Linked DNA regions of Oryzias latipes: region 1 is linked to region 2. A link is a contact called in public Hi-C data. All regions are on one chromosome and are shown on one strand. Each heading gives the region's core, a stretch centred on a gene start, on an enhancer-like site or on the middle of the called end of the contact. The rest is flanking DNA. Distances are from core to core; before and after follow the strand shown.

What was found. A called contact is a pair of places that touch in the nucleus more often than the background predicts.
Region 1: a Hi-C map of gastrula embryo shows a contact between it and region 2, with 14 times the contacts expected there. The contact joins the promoter of pwwp2a here to the enhancer-like site in region 2. A contact is called at or near these places in 2 of 5 Hi-C or Micro-C datasets (embryo and gastrula embryo).

The regions. Positions count from the first base shown.
Region 1 is chr14:23,054,966-23,059,298 of ASM223467v1, reverse strand. pwwp2a (PWWP domain-containing protein 2A) reads left to right here and starts at 2,117. Exons shown (of 2, transcript XM_004076730.4): 1 at 2,117-3,153. The coding sequence starts at 2,384.
Region 2 is chr14:22,977,212-22,981,258 of ASM223467v1, reverse strand. wnt11 (protein Wnt-11) reads left to right here. Exons shown (of 6, transcript XM_011483814.3): 6 at 2,556-3,404. The coding sequence ends at 2,699. Among protein-coding and RNA genes, the nearest start is that of wnt11, 12 kb to the left of the region's middle. Within about 2 kb of position 2,303, at least 3 of the 8 cell types and tissues checked have an H3K27ac peak or open chromatin away from gene starts, as enhancers often do. A contact at or near this core is called in embryo and gastrula embryo, where this site is marked.

The sequences.
Region 1 (4,333 bases), core at 868-3,367, 78 kb before region 2:
ATAGAACATTTGGGCCATGTGACCAGAACATATTTTTTAGGTGTACATTATCACTGTGGATTGCCATGTTTTATACCATGGTCCGGGTGAATACTCGATTCTGATTGGCTGCTGGGTGTGCGTTAAAACCTTATTATTTTACTTTATTACTTTATTTAAATGTTAAGCTTAAATGTTTTATATCACTGTGCCGGCTTCTTTAAAACAACCTTTTGCTTCATCATTTGGACAACAACAAGCGGTAAGAGGTGAACTTTCTCTCTGAACTAACGCTTTATTCAACCCATCGGAAATATCAGCATAGATATATATTACCTAATCTTGACTGCAGCGGTGGTGCGGCGCGAGGTGGACTATTTGTTAGAAAAGCAATCCAAATTGGGAAAAAAACAAGAATTAAGGACTAAAAACTGGTTAATATGTATTGCTTTTGTATGTGACCATGGTATAAACGGGTTAATGGCCTTCGAAGTGTGCGTTTATTACTTTTTAACGCACTTCGCGGAAGCAACCGTCCTTTCAGGCTTCCACGGCGTGCGTTAAAAAGTTATAACGCACATTTCGTCAGACATTAACCCTCACTCAATCTACACTTTGCAGTCCATCAAAATCTGGTATAACCAAAGGTCAAATCTACTTTCATCGAGTTGTCTTATGCATATTTTGATGTACAGCTAATTATTTTGATTTTAACTAAAGATTTTAAAAAACTAACACGAAAACTAGATCAAACATTTCTTCACAAGAAAAAGTGTAACATTAATGACTGAAATAACTTGACTTATGTCCAATCATTAATTGACTGTACATGTGGACAAAAAGAAAACACGCAAACTGAGCAAAACATTTCACTTCCACAATCAATCCTTCCAGACTTATTTAGGTGGAGATTGATAGACTTGCAGAATTACACACCAACACATGCACGTTTGTGAAGGTGGCATTTTTCCAGAGATAATAGAAAAACTCATTTCTCACGTCTTAATTGGTACAGACATTTCCAAGCTTTTTTCTTCTCCTGCAGCAACCTCTCCAGGGGAATGCTGATTAACTTTCCTTTAAGTTCTAGTACTACCGACAGCACCTCCCCGCATCCCTTCACAGATCCATCATCTGACACTTCTCAGCTCTTTGGAGAACAAGATCATTCCGTCAGGTTCCATCTGCCCTCCTGTTACTGGCTGAGCATAACTACGTACTCATGGAGCTGGTCTGCAAAGGCCTCAAGAGCATAGAGAGAGATCCATTGTGAGGAAAGGAAGAGCCGCAAACAGCAGAGAACCCAGCCCACCATGGACTACACTTGCAGCAAATGCGGCAGGCGCTGCAGCTCCTGCATTTGCTTATTCAGCCACAGTCAGCACTGCTGCCCAACAACAAATTGCAGACTCCAAACTACAGACAGAAGGATGCCAGGTTTGGACAGAATGAGTGTGACGTCACTCATAGAAAACGGCTTACTTCTGGTTCCAATGAAATGAAGTCAATTCAGTTGCCATTTTCCACCGCGTGACGTCAGTAAGCAGTTACACGTCAATCTGGGTCAACATTTCTATGGCAACCACTCTTGCCAATCAGGTGTGAGCTTGTTGAAAGGCCACACCCCTAATGCTGAAAGCGGGCTCAGGAGACTCTTTCAATCAAACATTTTGAATGTTTGACATGGGACCACGTACTTTTATTGAAGCATCTGATTGATCGGTTTACAACTTGAAAAACTTGCATTGCAGAAAAAACAGAAGATTGACAAAAACATGTTATAAAAGGTAGCAGAGCAAGAATGGTTACGAATGAGTAATACCTGTTAATTTCTCAATAGATCTCATGTTTTGCTTCTTCGGGCTGTGCGGTTTCGCATCCAATGTGTCAAAATAAATGAACGTTACTTTTTTATTTTTTTAGAGGCCATTTAAACATTCTGGTTTGATAAATGTAGCAGCATGTCACTGGTATAAGTCCCAGTACTGGCAGAATGAACACAGAGTGGGACAGACACCCAGCATTGTTTTCTCCACCATTGTTTCTTTTATTGTCAAAGTACCCAATTCTACTTTGATCAGTATGCTCTATCAAAAGGAAGGTGTTTTTTTATCGCATAGTAACATAATTGGAGAATACTGCAATCCTCTGCTCATGACGTCACCGATCAAAGTGCTAATCAAAGATGCATTGATCTTCACGCACAATGTTTTTGTTTGCTAAAGACTGACGCCTCCCGATGGATCTGACGGCACACAGAATCCAACAAGGGGCCAATCAGAGACTGCAGTTTGCGTCGTCTCTGTTGATTGACAGTCCCTGCAGCCAATGGGAGTGCTGCTAGGCCTCTGGCCGCGGAGCAGGGGGGCGGGTGCTGCGGCGTTCCGCAGCACAGCGGAAGAAAATGGCGGCCGCGGCTGCAGAGCCCGGAGCGGCGGTTTCTGCGGTGGACTCGGAAGCTCCTTCAGAACCGGGCCCGGATGGCCAGGGATACGCTCAAGTCCCCTCCGGGCCCGACGCTTTGCAGGAATCTGAAGCGGCTAGCTGGCGCGAAGAGAGCGGAGCAGACGGAGAGGCCCGCCATGTCAGGCCGGAGCTCGAGCCTGCCAGTCCCATCAGAGAAGCCGCGCTGGAGCGGCTCTGCCCCGGACTGCCGGGGGACCCAGAGGCCGGCGGCAAATACCGCGGAACCCCGACGGACCCGCAGCTGTACGCCGTGTTTCTGCATTCCTTCCCGGTGCCACCCTCTGTCACCGAGGCCGGCCTTTCTCTAGACGAACCGGCCGAACCCACCACAAATGTGACGACGGACCGGGCCGAACCTGCAGACCGAGACCGGAGCTACACGGCTCTCATCCAGGCCGAGCCCCGGCCTGAGCCGACGGAGGAGATGACGAGCGGCCCGGAGCCTCAGCCTGCTGGGGGCCGCGGCCTCTCCGACCCCTCCCCACCCTGCTGGTCCCCGAAGAGGCGCCCTCCGCCGGACCTGGTGAAGCTGGAAGAGCCGCCTCGAGCAGACTCTCCATCAGCCTCCACGCTGGCCTCTGTTCTGGACCTCAGTCCCGGTTCCGAGGTTCGGGTTTCTCTGGACCACGTCATCGATGACGCGCTGGTGGTGTCCTTCCGGCAGGGAGAGAAGGTGTTCTCGGGGGTTCTGATGGACGTGTCTAAAAGGTAAACTCCCACTTCTCAGGTTATGGGTCAGAACCAACACCGCAGTTCCAAGCGCAAACTCTCAGAATGCGAACCAGGACCTGCTGGGCAGAACATCTGGACCACAAGTGTAAATTCAGAAGTTCTGCTAGAACACGGATATGTTACTGATGATCCCAATCCTGAGTTCTGCGGAAGCTTGGATCAGGAGACGGCCTTGAATAACTTCATAATAGTTCAAAGTGTCATCAAATGCTTTAGGACCTCGTAGGTACATTGATTCATATAGTTAATAGTTTTATTTCATTTCAAATCTATTCATGTACATAAATATAATTTCTACGGTGGCCCTGAAGTCCAAATCCCACCATCAAATCACTCAATGCAATGATGTGAAAGACCACAATAAAAAATAATAAAGCAATAAATATTTTAGAATTAAAATTAAACGAAAAATAAAGAAACAAAATTAAATAATACCAAATTAAAATCCAATGTTTTGGGGGAAAAAAGTCATTTCCAGAAAATAAAATGAAATGCTGAAAAAGCAAAACACAATAAGTACTATGGGATGTTGCTGATTGGATGATGATGTTTAATTTTTGACGTTTCAGGTTTTTTGAAATGCATCTTTGCATACTAAGAGTTTTATGATTAGGACAGAGCAGATTCAGCGTCGCTTTATGCCAAATAAGTTTTGGTTGAAATGATGGACAGTAGTGGTGTAACGATTCATTTGAAACAATCCGATCCTCTGACCTACAATGGATTCAGGACATCTTTACCCAAAACTTCAACCAGTGTGACTCACAGAGAAATACCTGCTACTGAACAGAGCAGATGTTCCAGATACTGGGTTCCTTTGATTTCTTTAATATCCGTAAGTGTACATTAAATTTGCAACAACCAAGTAAACAAGAATGAATGTCAAATCCATTCACATTTTAGTTTCCTAAAGTTCAGTCCACTGTTGTTCTTCCACATCCAAATGATCCAAAGGGAACATTCTTAGAACCTTCTAGCACACTGTATGGTCACATGACTTTCTAAATTCAAAGTGTTGAACTCATTGGACTGGAATGATGGTCGATCAGTTTTTGCTGACATCACATGTGTGTTGTTTTTACGTTATACTAAAACAAACCTACCATGTCTCAATCCAAATGGTGTTTTCCAGTGTAGATATCATCGATTTGGTTCA
Region 2 (4,047 bases), core at 1,054-3,553:
TCCTACAGACTATCTGGGTCATTTTGGGGGAAAAGAGCAGCTCTCTGCCTTAAGCCTAATGCGTTTTCTGATAAAGACTGGAAACAGCGCTGCAGAGGAGCAGACACCGCACATCCTGCTTTCCTACGTTATTTTGGGCGGGATTGCACCAAATCTGTTTCATCAGCAGAATCTGTTGCCCTGTATTATCATTACAGTGAAAGAATGCTGTGTGCATTAGTCCCGCTTACATTTGCTCTGCTGTATGGTGACTCGGTGCTCAGCAAAAGCCGGAAGAAAGACTTGACCCATGGCCAGGAAGGGAGTTGGATTCAATGGAGTAAAGCTAGACGGTGAAGTTACACAAGCATTTTGTTTATCTTCTGCTTTAAAAAAAAAAAAGCAAAACAAAGCCAGGGTTAAACACCCACCCCAATGAAAACGGTGGGATTTTTTCTGATAATGGAAGTTGTATAAAAAGAAAAGGAAGCTTAAAATGGCATTTCTGAATATTACTTTATTCAAATTGCTGTTAACCAGGAGCAGATGAAAAAATATCATTTGAAATTATATTATTTGTGACGTAGAAAATACACCAAAGTCTTCCTGCTCTGCTCCATTCTGATGCATCCACTGTCAGACAAACAGATCCACGAACGTCTTTATTTTCCTCGTCTGAGCTGGAATCTGGATCCAAACTGCAGATGGATAACTCTGATTTTGCTCGCCGTTGTTGCTGTTTGGTTGGTACTGGTTGTAAGGTTAGGGGGTGTGATTGACTGTAAGCTAGCGAGAGAGTGTGAACAGAAAGCTCTCAGTAACGGGGAATGGAAAGGGGGGCGGGGTTGCTATTACAGCTCTGCGGAAACAATGTCCTAGAAAACCACAGGTTTTTTGATTTCGGCTAAAAACTGCAAGATCGTAACTAAAAAACACTGAGAACACTTTGAAAAAAAGCCCAAAAAATTAACAGAGTGGGACTTCAATAGGAGGAGGTTTCTGTATTTTACTCCATTATTGATGTGTTCTGCCCCGTGTTCTTCCACCACGGGGCAGAACAGACATAAACGTAGGACAAATCCAGTCCCTAAAGTATTCCACCACATTGTGTTTGCTTATAAATGTCACACATCACATGATTGTCCATCATGTGTACCTCGGCCTTATGCCACTTATCACATATAAGCAGATGATAAACTTGAGTCAGGCTCTCATTTATGTGGGATATAAGTTATGCGATCACAATATTTTCTCTTTACTGTCAAATGAAAGTGCACATTTGTTGCTTATTCTTCTGTTTCTCTCTGCATTCTGGTGTTTTTCATTTTTTAGAGCATTCAGTATCTGCTGGAAGTGTCTGAAACGGGTTCTTTTTGCTGCAGTTCCTGCTTAGAAACATCTGTCTGCACTGTGAACAGAGGAAGTCGGCAAATAGGAAAAGGAAACAACTCTTTAGAAAGTATTTAAATGATCAGCAAGTCATTTTCATAAACAAAAAATCTTGTCATTAGAAATCTAGAAACAAGGAGTTCTACACGAGCAGTCAAAAGAGCTGCAAAGAAATAAGACTGTTAGATAGAATTACTTTAAATTGGATGTTAAATAGCCCAAAAATACATATATTTTTTAAATTCTAATCAAATGTTTGTATTTTTTGAGATCTTGTGTACAGTGAGTTTTCATGTACAGTTATGTGGAGCGACAAAAAACTAGTGTGATAAGTGGAAAAGACTTATTTTAAAACAATGTGAACAAAAGGAGAAAACCATCTTAGTACATCCTCTTAAAATCTAAAACGAGCACTTTTTCGTAGAACTAAATCTAAATGATTGTTTCCAAAATACTGACAATGAATGCCAGCTTAACTTGTCAACATTTATTGAACTTTAAAATAACAACCTTAAAGTAGAATCAAAAATTACAGTAAAAATGTTTTGAGTGTTAGATAAAAGTAAACAACAATAAAGTGCTTCTATTGCATGAAGCATTGTAATAAGAATGAGAATAATTTCTAGATATCTTAACAAGACAAAAACAAAATCTCAACTGTACAGATTTGGAGAAAAGCTTGGAGAGTGTAGAGCAAAGGGATGTTAGAGGAACCCTAATAAAACATCTGGAATGTCCAAAAACGAAGTTCTAAATCTTTACAAGCGTCAAATAGAGAAGAGCTTTAACTTGAATCACGTGGCAGTTGTGAAGCATCTTAGTTTCTGACTGGATGAAAAAGTGAAAAGGCCTCTGCGGCGCACACCAGAGGCTGGTCATCAACGGCTGTCGGAAAACAAGAGTAAGCCAAGGGGGGGTGGGGTGGCCGTGTGGACTCAGCATGTTTTGTGAGAGGACCATGGATGCCCCGGGCCTCTTCGGTGAGCCCCAACAAAGCCCCGGTTGCTTAAAGACAGCATAACAATGGAAAAGGGGAGAAAAAGTGCGTGTCGGAGAGAACACGAAGGGTTACAGCCGACAACACGGAACACACTGAAGGGCTGTGGCTTCATTGCATGCATGTTCGAACCACGGTGTTGTGAAACACAAAGCACAAGTTCTAAATGTGTGTGCTCTCCTAATTTCAGGCAGTGCAACAAAACCTCGGTTGGCAGCGACAGTTGCGACCTGATGTGCTGCGGACGTGGCTACAACCCCTACACGGAGAAGCTGGTCGAGCGCTGCCACTGCAAATACCACTGGTGCTGCTATGTAACCTGCAAAAAATGTGAGCGGATTGTGGAGAGATACGTTTGCAAATAGGCCTGTGCTCCTGCCAGCAACCCCCCCCCCCTGAGCATAGAAGGCTACAGATTAACCAAAGCACTACATTACCAAGAAGGCCTACTTTTGTCTTAAGCTGTTTGTATCTCCACAACAAAAGATCCGCTCCTGTGCATCTTTCCTTGTATCTTATCTCTAAACGTGGAGGTGTTTCATTGTTCAGACCAGTGCAGATGGTAATCGCACAACTCCAGAGAAACTAAAGGTCACTTCTGTCAATTACAAAAAACAGTGAAATATTTGAGGTTTTCTGTTGGAAGAAGGTTTGCTCCCTTTGTTTAAAAAGCAGATTCTTTTATAGACCTAACATATTTAAAGGTACTATCAATGCTTTACTTTCCCTCTCATGATGGACGATGGAGGACAGAATACTATAAAGGGAACCTCAAATGCTTTTCGCTCCTGGAGGATTTTGTTTTGAACTCATCTCGTGCCGTGTGGATCCTGATGTGCCTTCATCCCTGTGGAAGAGCAAAGATCGCAGAGACCTTCATCAGCACTTGGCTGCAGTTTTTGGTCTCACGTTCAGGCGGTTCAAATGTATTTTTCAGAGCATATAAAATAAACTCATGGATTTTCTAAACCACTTTACCGTGGATGTATATACTGTTACTTTGTATTTTAAAAATAAACAGAAGTATTTATAAAAATAACCCCTCGAGTTCTATGATTTATTTTTTGACTGGTGTTTGTTTGATATCCACATTTTACAGACCAAAATGAGAAGACGTTAGTAATGGGGTTGAGTCCTCGCAGATGCAAACGTCAACTTTGAGAAGAGTTGGATGGATTTCCTTTCTCCTCCAGCCATGCGTTGGCCTCAGGATTTTGAACTCGCGTGAAGCTCAGCATGCTCGCTATCACGGCTGTGCTTTATGGTCGTGGGCTGACTTTACAGCCATACTCATTCCACATTTAAACAGGCTGATTGTCCAGTGCAGTTGAGCAACAAAACGTTTATCTGGAGTTGGGACATTTTTGAGAGTTTGCGGCTCACAAAACAATCAGAAGTGATCACGTCCCAAAGCTAAACCAACAAGTGAGTCATTATGTCACACCTCACAAGATTAGATCATTCCTACGTCTGACACGTTAACTATGTGAAAGGAAACGCTGGCCTCTGCCAAGTGACCCTCTGAGAAAGCCCTGTTTTTAAGCTGTGACGTGAGTAAGCTGACCTCACAGTTACCTACCGTCTTAGAATTCTTATACTACACGTGTGTACTGTATATGCCTGTGCCAGTGACTGATGGATAGGTGTTTAACCATCAGTCGATTTCAATTCCTACCATCAAA